Linked DNA regions of Ovis aries: region 1 is linked to region 2. A link is a contact called in public Hi-C data. All regions are on one chromosome and are shown on one strand. The core of a region is the stretch at or near the end of the contact, and the rest is flanking DNA. Distances in the headings are between cores, read along the strand shown. Region 1 holds the start of FAM217A (family with sequence similarity 217 member A). Region 2 has its middle 33 kb from the start of ECI2.

Region 1 (2,946 bases), core at 27-2,526, 65 kb before region 2:
CGTAAGAGGAAGCGAAGTCACCAGGTAAGGAAGGCCGTTGCCCACGACATCTGCCACATTGTAAACTCCCTACAGGTGGGAAGTGGGCCCTCCTACTTGATATCCACCTGCCTTGCCAATAGTTTTCACAGAAAACATGTAAGGCTATTCAACAGGTGAGGAATCAAGGAGGCATGTTTCATGAAATCCCATTGCAATCAGAAATGTTTGGAGATTTGCAGAGAAGCTGGTTAACTTGTCCTTTGTTAAAGGACATAAAAATGTTCCGGGCAGTCTACGCAGTACTCTGTAACTAAGCGGGAAAAGAAATTGAAAAAAGCGTGGACATATGTATGACTGAACCTCCCTGAGCTGTGCACCCGACACGAACACAACACTGCCGCCCGCCTAAATTCCAATATAAAATTTAAAAAGTTTTTAAAGAGAACTTTTCCGTCTGGTCTTGCGAACGCACCTCGAGGTGGAGTGCACACTGCTCCCAGAGAGAGCAGCAGGGCCCGCGGGGCACCTCGCAGAGGCGCTGAGCGCGGCGGGTGGGTGGGGAGGCGGCGCTGCGCCCCCCGCGCTCCGCTGCACCTACCTCCCAGGGGACGGCCGCGCCCGGGCCGGCGCCGCTGCTCTCACCGGCTTTTCTGCCCATCTTGCTCCTCGGTTTCCTGGGAATCCTGCTCAGGTGTGGGGCAGCACATGGAGGGTGAGGCCCGCGGTTGAGGCAGAGAGAGCGTCCAGAAGTTAAGAAAACGCTTTAGAAGAGGAGAGGCTGGCCTGAGGGCAGGCCGGCTCACAAGAGGGGGTTAACTGGGAACCCAGGCCAGCCAGACAGAGGGAGAGGGGCACAAAAAAGAGAAAACGGGAAGGCCTAAGTGTCAGAAGACGGAAACGAAGGTCTGAAGCGAGAAGGGAGCTACTATCCCATCGGAAGAGTAAAACAAACTGGCGAATCGTCTGGAAGGAAGACACAGGGCCGGGCTGTCTGCTTTCCAGCATTGAAGCCAGGGGCGCCGTTGGAAAGCGGGGTCCACCTTCCGCACGGGCAGCGCAGACGCCCCGCGCCGCCACCCCGCCAAGGGCCTCAGCTCCGCCGAAAGGCCTGTTTCCCACCCCAAACGACCCTGGGCCCGGGCCGCCGCCGCTCGAGGCAGAGCCTGCGGGCGCAGCAAGCGTCACGGCTTTGCCGAGGCAGATTAAGGCGCGGGTTCGGACCCGCTGCAAAAACGCAGACCGACGGCAGCTGCCGCGGAGAGCAGCGCGCTCGCCGGGCGTCTCCGGGAGGGACGCCGCTGGGGGACGCTCGGCGCCCGGGCAGCCGCCAGGCGGGGGCGACGGGGCGGGGTGCCCGGCCTCCTAACGGGGGCGGGAGGGGAGGGGAGGGGCGGGGAGGGGGGCGTCCGGCCGGCCCGGCCGCCTCTTACCGCTCGGCGCCGCTGGCCCCCGGCTCGGCCCCGGCCGCGTCTCCGCGCGCGCTGCCGCCCGGGCGCCCCAGCCGCTCCGCGCGCCCGGCCACCGGCTCGGCGGGCCTGCGGGGAGGACAGAGCGCGGCGCCCCCTTGCACTCCGACCCCCGCCCCGACCTTGACCGCGCCCCCTGACCCCTGACCCTGACCTTGACCCCGGCCCCGCCGCGGCCTCCCGCCGGACCCTGCAGCAGGTCCAGGCTCCATCCTTACCTTCAGCCCGGCCCCGTCCCCTGACCGCAGACCCGACCCCGACCCTGCCTCGCCCAGCCAGCCTGCTCCCTCCTTCGAGACCCCGATTTGGGTTTGCAGTAGGATTTGCTTTCAGTTCGTTGCTCACCTGTTGCATCAGAGTTACTGATTTAAATTTCTCACTCGCTACCTTTTAAACACCTTGAAGATGAGACCGGGCCTTTCTCTGACTGGCAGAGTGCCTGGCATAACAGACAGTCCGTACTGTTTGGGTTAAATTACCCCCGAAGTGACGTTTTTCTGTGTGGTTACTATGTTCAGGCCTCCTGCCCAACGTTTCATAGAGATTAACCAGTGTAACACTCAACAGCCCAGCGAGGGCGGTACTTCTAGGGATTCTTGTTTTATAAATGAGTAACCTGGCCTTAAATATTACATTTCCCAACTTACAATTTCTTGAAAGCTAGTGACTTGGGTACATGTGGGTGTCCACATATTCCTAGCTAACACTGACTAACGTATCTAAGTGGGAAAGGGTTTCCTGTTCTCTGGCTGGAGGACAGAAGCGATGCGTGTATGTGGACACGTGTGTGCGTCTCACACATGTGTGCGCGCGTCACCTGTGTAGCTTGTGCAGCCCCCATCCTTGCTTTCTGTCTCTGCTTTTCCTTTAGCTTCGGAACTTGACCTGCTCCCTAACCCCTTCAGGTCCTTCTGAGCTGTGGCATCCAGGGATAAGCACACCCTCTAAGACCCTCTCTTTTTTTCCTTGACGGAACATATTCTTAAAAACGCTCCTGTTCTCTCTGTTTGATGATTCTTCCTGTCTCTGGAGACTTTTTGAAGGCTTTGCATCAGCATCAAAACCCTGCCTCCCTTCCCCCAAGTTGGTAAGGTTTTTAGCAACACATGTTCAACACAGCAGTGACCGCACAGTCCCCACAGGGTGTTCTGGGAGAGCGAGGGACCAGGCCTCTCGAGGGGCGGCAGGGCCAAGCTGTGGATGTGGAGGGTGCGGGGTGGCAGCCGGGGAGCCTGGGCAGAGCCTGGCTGCAGGCTGGTCTGCCCCTAGTCCAGCCCTGAGAGTCAAGGCGCGGGCTGGACGTGGCTGTTTTCCAGAGCAGCTCAGGTCCTGGGCCAGCCTTCTGGGCCAGCCTTCTGGGCCAGCCCCAGGCCTCTGCGGGATTTGGTTCTGCTGCTCGCCTTACTTCCAACCCGCTCCTCCCTATTAACCCATGAAGCAGGACCAGGTCGCCTCTGTCTCTTGGCACTGGACAAGCTCTTCCGTCGGTCAGGACGGA
Region 2 (3,059 bases), core at 52-2,551:
GATAAACATGACTAAATTTTTCTGTAAGAACTGTGCACCAATTTGCTATCATATCACAAGTGCATCAAACCCAAAATTTCTTCATGCTGCTGTTGAAAAAAAGTTCTTGACAGTTTGATACACCACAAAGGTATTTCACTATTGTTTGAATTTGCACTTGGGTTATTGCTAGGATGGCTCAATAGCGTGTCGTGCACATAATAGCCAAGAGCATTTCATTTCCTGCTGCTTCCCAGCCTGTTACCATGAGCAGGAAGGGCTTATTCTTCTCAGGTGTCCATGTGACAACTCTTGAAGGAGCTATGGAACTGCAGTTTCTGTCATTGTCAAAGTGGTTTGTCAAGATAATACTTTTAGAAAGCGCACATTTTACGGAGGTGGATTTTATATGGATGCTTAGCATGTTATTTTTAAATGACAAGATTATTTAAAATATTGTTAAATAACGAACGGTCAGCAAATTCTCCCTCACCCCTGCTGATAATAATAACAGCCGTAATTCAGTGTGCACTTACTAAGCACGTTGCCAACAGTGCTTCATTGCACACAGCCTCGTGAAGTCGGCGCTTGTCTCTGTGTTTCCATGACTGAGTGAGCCTCAGATATCCCAGGCATGTTGGCAGAGATCGCAGAGCTGTGGAGGCAGAGCCGAAGCTTGCTGTGACGCCGGCTTTAAAATCTGCCTTCCGACACAGCATGCTGTTTCCTCTGGGGCAAAACGAGGACTCTAGCCAAGGACGCAACATTTCGGATAGTCGCAAAGTGCTCCAGAAGGCAGGGGAAGGATCAGTGTTGTACAGGACTCTGGTGAAGAGGGGGTGGGTGCAGGCGAACACACATTTTGGCAGAAGGTTGCTGCTGGTCACAGGAGCGGGGTCTCCATCAGTGATCTGAGTGCTTTTCTACGGAGATGCAAGAAACTGGGCTCGTGAGAGCTTCTCCTGAAACACAACCATCTGAAGGCTTGTTCTGCCAGTTTCCCCTGGAGCACAGGGGGCCCCGTTCCTGATCTCTGCCCTGAGCTTGTTTCAGGGGGTGTCGAAGGTCAGTGGTGACCTAATCTTGTGACTAATCCTTGCAGAGGCCGAGGGCGAGTGCCAGGTTTCAGGGACTTTTCCCTGCTCCGCGGTTCGTAAGCCTGCTGTGCATTGGGATCAGAGGAGAACTTTTAAAAAGTACTGAAGTCAAGTCGTGTAGTCCAGACAAGTTGAATCAGAATTTTTGAGGGTGGTGCCCAGTGATTTCTATGTTATAAATAAAGGCTTCCTGAGTCGTCACGTGCGGCCAGGGCTGAGAGCCATTGCTAGTAAGTGTCATGCAATGTGGCTAAGAAAACAGCCGTGATCTGTCAGGTTCAAGGCCTCAGTGTTCCCTGCTCTTCATATCCCAGCCTGTGTTTTGGAACAAACCCATTTCTCTGAACTCAATTCAACATTCTTCTTACTAATCCCTCCAGGGCCCCAGCCCCCCAACACCCCGCCTCTGTCTCTCTCTCACACATTCACACATTAGCCCAGAATCTTTGTTCATACAAGCGGTGGTGGGATGCCAGGCTCAAATTAGGGTGCGTTCTCTGGATGCCAAGAGGTAAAACGTTACTCATCCAAAGTCTTCAGGAGAGATCAAGTGAAGAAAGATGATTTGAAAGGCAAACCTTAGGAGAGACTGAATCAAAAGTTTGCCCGGGGGCTTCCCTGGTGGCTCAGTGGTAAAGAATCTGCCTGCCAGTGCAGGGGACACAGCTTCGATCCCTGTTCTGGGAAGATCCCTCGTGCCTCGGAGCAACTAAACCCGCGACCCACAGCTCTGGAAGCCAGTGCTCTAGAGTCCGGAAGCCACAACTGCTGAGCCCGAGCCCTGAAGGGCTGAGGCCCAAGCACCCCCCAGCCCATGCTTGGCAGCAAGAGCAGCCCCTGCGAAGAGAAGCCAGTGCGTCACAGCTGGACGGCAGACCCCTGACAGCGACGCGAGAGAGCCGGGCAGCAGCGAAGACCCAGCACAGCCAAAAAAAAAAAAAAAAATGCATAAAATTATATTAAAAAAGTTTGCCTGAGCGTCTTCCACCCAAAGAAGCAAGACAGAAAAATACCCTGCTGACGAGGTACTGGGGATGGGGAACAGATGATCTGGAAGCAGGGTGTTTTGGGACCCCTGGGGATGCTGGTTCTGAGAGAAAGGGAACCATCCCTGCGGACGGCACTACCTCCTGGCTCAGAGATGTGTTTTCTTCGCTTTTCCTTAACATTAAGGGAAAAAAAAAAAAAGGAATCAAAGTTGAAACTAGGAGACTGCACACACACACATTGAGTTTCCAGCTTAAAAAACACGAGAAGCTTTGGCAACACCCGGCCACTGTTCCCACGTGGTCACAGGGAGAGGCCCTGGGCAGCAAGTTCCCACTGCCAAGGGAAGAGGGGGTCTCCAGCCCCGCCACAGCCCCCACAGGGCTCAGAACATCTGTTTAGGTGAAGTGACTACCAGTACCAACATTGTTAGCATTCGCGGCCTCTGATGGAAGATTCCAAACCAGCCTGGACACGAGGCAGTCTCCGAGCGCCAAGTTTTCATTTGTTGGCTTTTATAGCAGCCTTTGCTTGGCTCCAAACATCCCTACAGGACGTTATGGCTGCAGACCTACAGTTTCTCTCCTTCCCTGACGAGCTGTGTGGTCAGTTCTGGCTCGGGGTCTGAGCAGGGGAGAGACCCCCACTGTGAGCACCATGGCACTTCCCCGGGAACATCATAATGGCCCAGACGCGTCCAGAGGCAGACAGCCCAGCGAGCGTGGGCACACCTCCCGAGGCTGCCCCAAGGCCAAAGTTCTTAGAAAAAGTCAAATGAACTAACTGTTCCTGCCAAGGATACGGTGGTTTTTTTTCCCCTTCTGAGTTGGCCTGACCTGCTTTCTTGAAGATCTATTTCTGTATTTTTCTTGAAAGACTTGACCATCAAGCTCTTTAAATTTCACCGGTTAAGGGGAAAGTCTGAATGCTCGGAACCCTGTGCGCCTTCCGGTAGAGCCTTGACGACGTCATGATAGCAAAGGAAGGCAGTTTAGA

What was found. A called contact is a pair of places that touch in the nucleus more often than the background predicts.
Region 1: a Hi-C map of tail adipose tissue shows a contact between it and region 2, with 2.9 times the contacts expected there. The contact joins the promoter of FAM217A here to the enhancer-like site in region 2. A contact is called at or near these places in 4 of 16 Hi-C or Micro-C datasets (hypothalamus, liver and tail adipose tissue).

Annotation. Positions count from the first base shown.
Region 1 is chr20:49,188,320-49,191,265 of ARS-UI_Ramb_v3.0, reverse strand. FAM217A (family with sequence similarity 217 member A) reads right to left here and starts at 1,276. Exons shown (of 5, transcript XM_060403801.1): 1 at 581-1,276.
Region 2 is chr20:49,123,708-49,126,766 of ARS-UI_Ramb_v3.0, reverse strand. No RefSeq gene overlaps it. Among named protein-coding and RNA genes, the nearest start is that of ECI2, 33 kb to the left of the region's middle. Within about 2 kb of position 1,301, at least 12 of the 54 cell types and tissues checked have an H3K27ac peak or open chromatin away from gene starts, as enhancers often do. A contact at or near this core is called in tail adipose tissue, where this site is marked.